2 separate regions of the Sus scrofa genome follow, and region 2 is linked to region 1. The links are chromatin contacts, called in public Hi-C maps. All regions are on one chromosome and are shown on one strand. Each heading gives the region's core, a stretch centred on a gene start, on an enhancer-like site or on the middle of the called end of the contact. The rest is flanking DNA. Distances are from core to core; before and after follow the strand shown. Region 1 holds the start of UBE2T (ubiquitin-conjugating enzyme E2 T). Region 2 holds the start of SYT2 (synaptotagmin-2).

Region 1 (5,664 bases), core at 1,593-4,092:
CTTGAATTTCAATAGGAAAAATTCAGTCTCAATACTGGGAAGTTCCAGTGAGCACTGGAACTATCTATTTTACTGTATCTATTTTACTTGTGTTTTTCCTGAGGTAGTAAGAATGTGTTACACTCTCTGGAGATTTTAAAGAAAAATGTAAGTAGCTAAATTCCATGGATAATTAAAAGGCATGTATCTTCCAGCTATGTGATTACAGAAAGCAGTGATAATTATTATAATCTAAATAATTTAACTAGCTCAGCCCCCCACAAAAGGCCACAAGAAATAAAACATAATCAATCTGGGCATGATGACTTGAAAGTTTTTTGCAATTAAAATCATCTAAGTTCTTTTTCTGAAACATCTTCCCCCAACCAGGGCTGAGTATAAACTTATACAATAAACTTATATGATTGTTTACTATCAGTAAACAAACATGATAGTTTGGATTTCCTAAATATTCTAAAGAAAATAATATTTTATGTACCAGTGGATAAATCCCGACAATCCTGTGTATTAAAAAAAAAAAAAAACAACAGGAGTTCCTGTTGTGGCACAGTGGAAATGAATCTGGCTAGTATCCATGAGGACATGGGTTTGATCCCTGCCTTCATTCAGTGGGTTAAGGATCTGGTGTTTCCATGAGCTGTGGTGTAAGTCAAAGATGTGGCTTGGATCCTGAGTGGCTGTGGCTGGCAGCTGCGTCTCCTATTCAACCCCTAGCTGGGAACTTCCATATGGTGGGGGTGTGGCCCTAAAAAGCAAAAAAAAAAAAAAAAAGGAAATCCCCCCCCACAATTTTTGTACTTTTTCCCCGTTTTTGGCCACCCCATGGCATATGGAGTTCTCAGGCCAGGTATCAGATGCAACCTACACTGCTTCCTTTAGCCCACTGTGCCAGGCCGAGATCAAACCTGCTTCCTGGTGCTGCAGATACACTGCCAATCCCATTGTGCCACAGTGGGAACTCCACCTTTGTCCTTATTCTTTTTAGTTTTATTAAGATGTAATTGACATAACAGCACTATGTTTAAGGTATGCAGCATAATGATTTGACTTACATACATCATGAGATGCTTACTACAAAGGTGTGGTCAACATCCATCATCTCATATAGATACAAAATAAAAGAAAAAAATATTTTGTGATGAGAACTCCTAGGATTTACCCTCTTTCTTACAGAACATACAGCATCATATTGGTCATAACATCCCTAGTACTTATCTTATAGCTGGAAGTTTGTCCCTCCTGACCATTCACCCAATTCCCTTGCCTCTGCTAACCACAAATCTGATCTCTTTTTCTATAAGTTTGTTCGTTGAAGCATGTTAACCTACGAACTTTGTTAGTTCCCGCTGCCCAACATAGTGATTTGGTGTTTTTATACATTACAAAACGATTGCTGTAATTTTTGTACTTTGAAATGTGCTAAGTGACCCAGCTAGAATGCACATACATTCTTGCATAAAGTGAGGAAACTTTTATTAAATAATACTTTCCCGTACACTTCAAAAATAAACTACAAATCAGAATACTCTGGTTTTTAAAGCAATGACACTGGTACACACAGGTTATGAAAATCAGCGTGGCCTCTGTTCTCACCAGTTAACATACCTCCCTCTGGTGGACACATGGAAGCTGTACATTTACCCCCTAGAATTCTTTTTCTTTTACTTTTCTTCCTTCCTTCTTTCCTTCCTTCCTTCTCCCTCCCTCCCTCCTTCCTTCCTTTTATCCAATTCTTTCTGTTGCCAAAACTACAGGTATTGACTTGTTTTATCATATCATCTCTCCTTTCCACCAGACTCAACATAGCTCCTGGTTTTTCTAAAAGATATTTTAGAGACTTGATTTTCAGGGAGTTCCCACTGTGGCACAGTTGGCTTAATGACCCGGGTTGTCTCTGTGGAGGCTCAGGTTTGATTCCTGGCCCAGCGCAGTGCGTTGAGGATCCCGAGTTGCTGCGGCCGTGGTGTGGGTCACAAGCTCCAGCTCACATTTGATCCCTGGCCTGAGAATTCCAAATGCCGCTGGTGAGGACGAAAAAGAATAAAAGACTCGATTTTCAGAAAACCACCCAAGAAAACAATCAATTTCAGCTCGGAGGACAGAACTGTAACTGTAATAAAATTATAATACAACCACAGTTACAATCGGGGTGGAAACAGTGAAGGGATTACGACAGAAAACACCTCCCTACAATGAGGCAACGCTAACAGTAAAGGGAAAACCCCAACAGCTAACGGGAGACTAGATTGGACAGCACCGGGTAGTACCGTGGACGGTCTCGGGGGTGGGGGGCCGTGGGTCTCCGGCGGAGAGAGGGCGGCCGCAAGGAACCAGGGGGCTACTTAACACCGATTTGGGCGGAACGCAGAAATTTCGGCAGCTGTCAGAGCAGCGGTCAAACTGCACTGGCTCGCACGTTTAGGAAGACTGGCAGCTCTCCCGCAGCCGGAGCAGGAAGCGAAGGCGGGTGTGGTCTCCAGCCCGCCGTGGCGTCCGAGCACCGCGCAAGGTCCCCGCGCCCAGAGTCGGAACCCGGCCCGGAATCCCCGCGCTTCTCGGGCTCCGGGGAATCCCCAGAGCGCCGTCCGCGGGTCTGACCCTACGGCGAGGAACCTCGCTTGCAGTTCCTTCTCCTGACCAGTTACTCCCACGGAGCTTCTGGAAGCGATGTGCAATCCTTACCCCTGCGACCCACTGAACCCGACTGGAAACCGCAGCCACCGCCCCGCGCTCTGGTTCAAAACGGGTGGGCGGACGCCGCTCGGAGGCCGGCCAATCGGAGGCCGCACTCCTCCCCGGGCGGCGCTCCGGACCAATCACAACCCTCGCCGGCCGGAGGAGGGGAGACGCAACCCTCGGGCTCGCGCAGGCGCTGTGCAGGCTGGTTGGCGCCGCTGCGCTGCGAGGGAGATCCGCGCAGGTAAGAGCGGGTCGGTGGGCTTCTCGGCTTAGAGGTTACTGGCTGGCGGGGGCGGCGGCGGCGGCAGGGTCTTTCTGCCCAGCGAGGAAGTATCATCTCCCGCGAGCGGCTGTGTGGCGGAGCATGTGGTTGTCTTGACAGCCCCGTTGGCACACGCCTCCGGCAGCCCCCTACCTGAGTGTCCCCCTTCCCAGACATTCCCCTTCCTCCCACCCGGGCGTCCCCCCACCCCCCGTCCCCGACATTCCCCTGCTCTCCCCGCCGCGTCCCGCTCCCGGTGCAGAGCAGCTGCCGGGGTAGATTACAACTCACAGCAAGTTTGTGGAAACAGAGAGCTGGGCCTTGCGGTAGGAGTGAGGGGCTAGGCTGCATTCCTAGAGGAGGGGTGACGTGTGTATACGTCTACAGACTGTGGGCCTCAGAGAGAAGTCGGTGTGGCAGAAGCAAACGTTTATGGGGAGGAGTACTGGCCATGAGGCTGGAAATGTGGGTTGGGCCTAGATGGTAAGGAACTTGAAATGCCCACAAAATAGTGATGGATGGTTTTGAGCCAAGGAGTGCCACGTACTAATTTGTGTTAATGTGGTGAACCTGGGGTCTGGTTCTCCTTTAGAGAAATTGTCTTATTTGTTCTCACCCTATTACAGTCCCTTTACTATGCCTTTCCACTGCGTTCACATTTTATGCGAAGGTAGACTTTACCACTTGGGCATATTTGTCTCTGTCATCGATTCCCAGCATCTGCTTACTGAGAAAAGAAGGAATTTTTGTATGAAAGGTATGCTTAAGTACCCAGTGAAGTAACTGGATCCAAGAGAAGGTGGTTTAAAGGTGTGGCTAAAGAAATTTGGAAGTAGTTTAAAGAATAATTTGCGTGAAAGACCGTTGTAGTGTAATTGATTCTATTTAACGTATTAATTTGCTTGTGTTATTACTACTATTTAAATATTTCCAAGCGTGCGTGCATGTTGATTGCGGAGGACCACTTTGTCTTTGCAGTGCAGTTCAGGAGGGTACAAAGACCCAACACATACACGTCCTTGTGTTCAGGATAGCTGCCTGAGGTTAAGTTCATAATTATCATGAATTACACTGTCCAACTAAGTACAGTCTATACCCACCAGGTGATCTTTGCTTATTAGTACCTATAATTAGTACCGGACGGTTGGTTCACTTCTGTGCTGGGTGCACTGAGGCCCCAGCAGTGAGCAAAACTGGGCCCAGGCCCGCCCCCCCCGGGGGGGGGCGGGGAGATTGTCATTCATCCGTGGAGACAGATGTTAATTTAAAGCATGTAGCACTTTTCTCTGTAGAACTTGTTGCACATTTCAGACTTTAGTTTAAAAATGTGTTTGCTTGCATAGGTAACGACAAGGAAATGGAAAAAGTGGACTCCCTGCTTGGAACAGAGATTAACAGGGGGGCTTCCTTTGTCCTTCACTAAACGGAAAGCAGAGTCCTATGCTAAAGCGGAGTCCCTGTCACCCGAGCCTGGTGCCTGGAGCCATCTGTGTGGCCATCTTGCCCAGCAAGCCTGACAGCCAGCCCTCCCTCGTGCCTGCCATGCAGAGAGCGTCCCGTCTGAAGAGAGAGCTAACCCTGCTGGCCACAGAGCCGCCCCCAGGCATTACATGCTGGCAGGACGGGGACCGAATGGATGACCTGCGTGCTCGTAGGTGTCACACCCTGGGGAAAACCTGGTGGAGATGTGTGTGTGACAGCATGGTCACCTTCCACCCTAATTTGTTCACTTGTGCATGAGGTTTTCATGACATTTCTTCTTTGGCCTTTTATTACATCTTTTGCTGATTTGCAGCCAGGATTTGGGTAGAATGCTGCAGTCCACACGGCAGGTCTGCGGGTTGTATTCGCTCAGCAGCCAGCATTGTGCGCCTTCTGTTCTGATCTGTGTGGTCTGTGTGGGGTGCTGGCACGCCGCAGGACTTGTGAAGCTGAGAGAGCGAGCGTCCCAGACACGGCTTCTCCGTTAGGGCCACAGGCTTTGTTAGGTCCCTGTGGTGCCCTGACTCAGATCATCCCACTACCTCTTAATTTCGCTCTTTTTTTTTTTTTTTCCTAAAAGAAATACTAGGTGGGGCCAACACACCTTATGAAAAAGGTGTTTTCAAGCTGGAAGTTAACATTCCTGAGAGGTCAGTGTGAATTATATTCTTAATTTCCAGGGTAAAGCACTGTTACTGGAAGCCAGAGCAATGTAGTAGAGTGTTAAATGCAGGAGTTCAAGGACCTGGATTTGTTTGTTTGTTTGTTTAGGGCCACTCCTGAGGCATATGAAAGTTCGCAGGCTAGGGGGCAAACCAGAGCTGCAGCTGCTGGCCTACGCCACAGCCACAGTAGTGCAGGATCTGAGCCCTGTCTATGATCTAAACCACAGCTCACGCCAACGCCAGATCCTTAATCCACTGAGCGAGGCCAGGGATCGAACTTGCATCCTCACGGATACTAGTCAGGTTCGTTACCACTGAGCCATGATGGGAGCTCCAGGACCTGGTGTACTGACTGCTTTGCAGTTCTGGAGAGAGTGATCTTATTCTTAGGGGATGTGCGCTGAGGGATCTAGAGGGGGAGTTGCTTGATCCAGGTGGTGGGCATCTGAGGGGTTTCTGAACTACTGTTTCAACTTTCTGTTGTTTGTAAATGTCCACAGTAAAAACTGGGGCAGAGAAAAAAGGTCTGCCACTCACGGGCTGTGGTCCTGATTGGTCAGCAGCAGCTGTGTCGTG
Region 2 (5,664 bases), core at 2,099-4,598, 270 kb before region 1:
TAATTCATGTTTTATTTTTTTGACACCATCTAATGAGTTAATGTCCTGTGTATTAAAAACATTTTTAGGTCATCTAAAAGTTAAGTAGACTTCAGTATGGAACATGTTAATGTAAATAAATTCAAAACACATTTAAGCTTGGTATGTCTACAAAAAAGGCTATGAAGTCCTGAGCGGCAGGGATTACACAGAAGCTTTATTTATTATTATTGTTATTTTTTAAGAGCTGCACCTGTGGCATATGGCAGTTCCCAGGCTACGGGTTCAATTGAAGCTGCATCTGCTGGCCTATGTCATAGCCACAGCAATATGGGATCTGAGCCATATCTGCAACCTACGCCACAGTTTTCAGCAATGCAGAATCCTTAACTCACTACGTGAGGCCAGGGATCGAACCTGCATCCTCATGGATACTAGTCAGGTTCTTAACCTGCCGAGCCACAGCGGGAACTCCAAGAAGTCTTAAAAGCATTAACTCTCTCCAGCAGGAAAGCAGATATGCTTCAGGGAGAGCTCTGCTGTGGTTTGCTGAATTTTCTGAACCGTGCAAACTGCTCTAGGGAAGGACAGGGTGTGTGTGTTGGGGGGTTGGACTGCAGCTTTAGGAGCGTATATTTGTGTTTGGCAGGGTGTAAGGAGAAAGCAGGACCCAGGAGCTGGCGGGGCCCTCTGGCTCTGTTCTATTGCTCTAATGACAACAGCAGAGCTCTGAAAGCGTTAGGAGGACAAAGGCATCGCCAGAGCAGAAGGGGGAAACAACCCAAATATTGGGAAGTTCCAGTGCCAGTAGACTGAGAGAGAAGATGTACAGACATGGGGTGGTTTAAGCAGCCCCGCAGCCAGTGGGGTGGGTGCATGGTGTCTGGATCCAGGGAGAGCTGTGATGGGAGGATGCTGCCATGCCCTCTGCTCTCTCTCCTACCTGGGAACAACCAGGACTGAAACAACAGGAAGCACTATTCCACAGAAAGGGGTGAAGATGCGTAAACAGGGGCTATAGGCTTTTTTTTTTTTTTTTTCTTCCCCTGGAGAACTCTCAGAATTAGGCATGCACACACACATACACACAATGGTCCAAATGATACACAGAGGCAGAGGGATTGCCCTGATGGCGATGGCCTAGTTGAGCAGCAGTTCAGAGAGGGTGGTCTGGAAGGACCACTGCTCATCTTTCAAAGGATACACAGTTGAAAAGAAAAACATCTAATAGGTGGGGTCCTTTCCATTTCCAGCTCCTGAGCCTGGGGAGATGGGCACGAGGGGCATTGAGCTCCTGATGAGGTTGTAATCCACGCTACTGGTTCTGATGAATGAAATGAACATTAAGGCTGAAGCTAGAGCCACTATGTTTTTCTTTAACCAAACTGCAGCCTTAACTCTAAATAGTCTGGGAAGCAAGCTAGCTTCTGCCCCTGGGTTCCCAGGCTTGCTAGGAGAAGCGAGGCCAGCAGGTGATAAGGGCTTTTGACTGGAGTGGTGGGTGGCGAGGTGGCCCAGTTAGCCTGACTGGGTTCTGTGCCAGGAGACTGCAGCCCGCTCTCTGGCCTGCATCCTGCAGATTCACTGTCAGCAGGGAGGGGTGACCTGAGCCCTTTGCATGAAGCAGCAGGTCCTGAGAAGCCCGATGACCATTGTCAGCTTGATTCTCTCCTGCATGGTAATAGATTCAGATTCAGCTCCTCCCGGGTCCTCTGCCCCTTGCCCAGGCTGCTCTGCGGGTGAGTAGGGGTGACCTCCTACAGGTTCAGTCCCATTTAGGATTCCCCCACTCCAATCACCTTGAGGTAAGCTGGCTGGATGTCTCCAGCGTTTCCCTGGGTGGTAGCTAAGTGATCTGGAAAAGCACTGCATCTCTCCCCATCTCCCCCCGCCAAAGCCGCAAATCTTACTTTGTCTTTGCTTCCCCTCCTTTTGCATTTTCCCTCTTTGGCAGGTCAGGGCATCCCGGCAGGAGTCTTTCCCAGCATCCACGGGAGGGAGGCAGGAGCTGCAGTCCTGTTATAATCTTGACTCCAAAAGGGTTTGTGAATATTCAAATTGTGCTGCCAGGAACTCTGGGTGGCCTGTCCCTCCTCCCACTGCCCTAGCAGCTTCTGGGTGGGTTAGGAAGGGAGGGAGAGCTCCACTTGGTATTTGCCATCCCTGCCCCTTGGATGCCACAACTAACTCTGGCTCCTTGGCCAAAGTCCCATTCGGAGGCTGTTTCCTCCCTGCAAACTGCCCTCATACCCACCTTAAAGGGCTGTCCCAAGCATTAAGAGACTAGCATGTGTGGAAACCTTTGTCATGTAATATGCTCATCTCCACTCCTTCCAGACCCTCTTCCTTCCCCGCAACCTCCCTGTCCCTCTCCCACGCCCCCATCCTGTTCTCTCACTTGCCATAGGCACCTTTAACTCTCCCGAAGATCCTCCTCTTCCTCACCAACCCTTTAGGCTCAGAAACCCCTTCCTCCAGGTGACAACTACAGGTAGAAGTGGCCTTGCGAAGAGGAGAAAGAAGAGGAGGAGAGGGACTCAGAGATCCCAAAGGGACTCAGAAATCCCAAAATAGCCCTAAGCTGCGGTGAGTTTAGGAGTTTGGGGAGAAGGAGGTGGCTCAAGAGACACAGCCCATCTCGAGCGGGGATTATGAGACTCGGGAGACCTGGTTCCCAGTCCGACTCTTCCGGACCCTGAGCTGCAGCCGTGACCTTGAGCAGGAGGGAGGGGGCGCTGAGAGCCCAAAGGGGCTCTGCGAAGAGGACTCGGGCGCTCGCAAGGCAGGCCCGCCCCCTGCAGTCCCGCTGGCCCGCCCCATTCCTCCTCTCTCCCCGGTCCCTGCCCTCTCCTCCCCAGTCACCTCCCTCTCCTCTCCCAGCCTCTCCAACTCCTCGTGGACTCCGCCCCTCCACCCAGTCCCCGCCCCCTCCCTCCCCCTCCCTCCATTCTGTCCCTTCTCCTGGACCTCTCCCCTTCCTCTCGGTCCCCTCCTGTTCTTCCCAGGCCCCGCCCCCTCCTTCCAGGTCTCCACCTCCTCCCGCGCCCCCACCCCCCGCGCCTCTCGGTCCCCTCGCCCTCCTCATGGACCCCGCCTCCTCCTCCAGGGCACCCCCACCCCACCAGTCCCCGCCCCCCTGGACCCCTCCCCCTCGCCCCGGGCCGCTTCCTCATCCCCTCGACCCCCGCCCCCTTCTCCTGCCCCGCGACCTCCTCCAGGGTCTCCTCCTCCTCCCCGGGTCCCCTCCCCCTCTTCCTGGGCGCCCCTCCTCCCGGGTCCCCTCCCCGACCCGCCCCTCTCCCGGTCCCCTCCCCTCTCCTGGTCCCCGCCCTCCTCTGGTCCCGCCCCCAGCCTCCTCCCCGCACTGCAGCGCGCGCCCCGGGTCGCGCGCCTCCCTCGCCGCGGCGCAGGCTGCAAGCTCAGCAAGTCTTGCGGTATAGACGCACCGGCCGAGTTGGGGGCCGGGGCGCAGCGGGACTCCGGGCCGAGAGCGGACGCCCCCTCGGCCGTCGCCTGCAGCCTGCAGTCCCTTACTTCGGAGACCCGGTCTCTCCTGGCCGGCCGCCCCGGTGAGTTGTACCACCGTCGTGGGAGGCACCGACCTCCTCCAAAGTTTCTACTACTGAGCCGAGGGGTTTCGAGGAGGGGTCTGGCTCCCGGGGATGCGTGGGGTCGGGAAACTTTGAGGCCAAGAGGGGGGCCGGGCGCCCGCACCGTCCTTCGGGGAGAGCTTGGACGCGACCAGATGAGGCTTCGTTTTGGGGAGCTGGACTCGAGCGGCGACGAGCCGGCTGCTCTGCGGGTTTGGGGCGGGAGGAGGGAGCAGGTTTCCGCGCTGGATCCCCCGGGACGAGCTGCAGAGCTGAGGGGCAGGCCGACATCCCCCGAGCCCCGAGGCTCGGCGCCCCCGCCCCTCTTCCCGCGTCTCGCCCGCGGCTGCCCGCTTGGTCTCCAACCGAGAATCTTTTGCCCCGCCTCAAGGCTTGGAGACCCCCGACCCCGCCGACGTAGCGGGGAGGGGGGAATCCTGGAGCTCCCGGAGGCAGAGACCCTGGTCCAGGGGGGCGGCGGGGAGACAAACTACGAGGATTAACTGGAAGTGAGGATCTGGAGGAACTGGGACAGGGACGCGAGGGGGACACCCTGCGCCTCTCTCCGAATCTCATGACTCAGCACACCTAGGACGTCCTGCCGCTGCTGCAGCCCTCCTCCGTCGCTGGGCCCCCAGACCCAGGAACTGGAGACAGCCCCGCCCGCGTCTGGGACTCTCGTTTCCCTCTTCCTTTGGGGTCCCGCCTTCCCTGACTCTGTTCCCTCCCTGGCTCACAGCACAGGGTTGTTATTTTTTAACCAAGAGGATAGATAATTTTTCCTTTCTCCTTCCCCCTTTTCATCCCCACATTCTACAGGTACCTCCAGGACACCCCCAGCCTGGGGTATTGTAGGGGGCGCCGCCAAAGCCCAGCTCTCCCTCTGCAGCAACCTCCCCCATAGCGTGTGCTCACTGTTTTCTCCTGTGGTGGCCGAGAGATAAAGGAGTCCAAGGCCAGAGGAGGAGGGGGGCCCAGGAGCGGGCACTGCAGTGGGGAGAGAGGGCTGCCCAGATGGGAGTGGGCTGGGTCAGAGGACAAGGAAGTCCTTAGCATCTGGGAGTTCCCATAAAGCAGGGGGGTGGGCTAGGATCTGACCTGGAGAGCAGGAGGGTGCCTCCCACCCCCCACTGCTGTCTTGAGGGGAGCCTCCCGCAAGTCATAGATGGTCCTCAACTCATCCATCCAACTCAGTACCTGGGCGCTTCATCAGAGGGTGTGACCACGAGGGGCAGGGCTGCCCTAATCCTTCCCAGTCATTCCCCCTGCTTAGGTCTGAGTCCAGCCCCCACCCTTCTAGGCTGCTAGAAACATCTCTGCTACACCAGGGGGGGCCAAGGAGAAGAGCCATGCCCCCTCACACACCTGCCCTGTGCCCCGAAAGCCTGGCCAGGGGTGCTGGTGGGAGGGACAGGGCAGCTCTGATGCAGTGGGACGTGCCTGGCGTCCTGGTGAGCAGAGGCCTGGCAGGCGCTGCAGGCTGCAGCTTGTGTCAGGGCTCAGGGGTGAGTCAGCGCCAGGGGTCCTGGCCAGGCACACTGTGGCCTGGCCCAGAGAGCCTGGCCCCAGCCTGTCTCCTCTCCATGCTCCTGAGGAATGACCAGTGCTACCTGGATCCTCACCCTGGGCCTCTCTGCCCACCCCCCACTGCTGTCTTGAGGGCAAAGGCAGGCACTTTGGCCCAGCCATCCTCTTGGACTGATGCCTCTGGCGGGCCTGGCTTTTTCTAGGCACCTCTTGGGCTTGAGGCTCGCCTCTCCCCTCCCTGCTTTGTCCAAGGAAGAGCTGGGAGCTTCTGGAAAGCTGAAGGAGGGGGAGGCAGAGATTGGCACCCCACTTCTAGCCTCCCCAGGACGAAGAGCCGACCACTCTGCTGTGAGTCAGTTTTCTTCCCAGTCCAGGACTTTTTAACAGACAGCATTTTTTTTTGGGGGGGGGTGTTATGCAAATATAATTTTTACTTTTTTCAGCTTTGGGGCCTGAAACCCACATATCAGGACCAGGAGTGTTTGTGAACGTTGTCCTCTCCCCCGAGAAGAGCTTGCCCCTGGCTTCATCTCAGGACTGACGTTGGCTTTATCCCTGGGCAAGGCCA

Evidence for each region. Hi-C and Micro-C count contacts between places; a contact is called where the count stands out from the background.
Region 2: a contact with region 1 is called in a Hi-C map of embryonic fibroblasts, with 2.0 times the contacts expected there. The contact joins the promoter of SYT2 here to the promoter of UBE2T in region 1. A contact is called at or near these places in 1 of 5 promoter capture datasets (liver) and 2 of 47 Hi-C or Micro-C datasets (embryonic fibroblasts and heart right ventricle).

What each region holds. Positions count from the first base shown.
Region 1 is chr10:24,456,263-24,461,926 of Sscrofa11.1, reverse strand. UBE2T (ubiquitin-conjugating enzyme E2 T) reads left to right here and starts at 2,842. Exons shown (of 6, transcript XM_021064545.1): 1 at 2,842-2,920; 2 at 4,285-4,592; 3 at 5,004-5,073. The coding sequence starts at 4,382.
Region 2 is chr10:24,724,882-24,730,545 of Sscrofa11.1, reverse strand. SYT2 (synaptotagmin-2) reads left to right here and starts at 3,348. Exons shown (of 9, transcript XM_021064565.1): 1 at 3,348-3,548.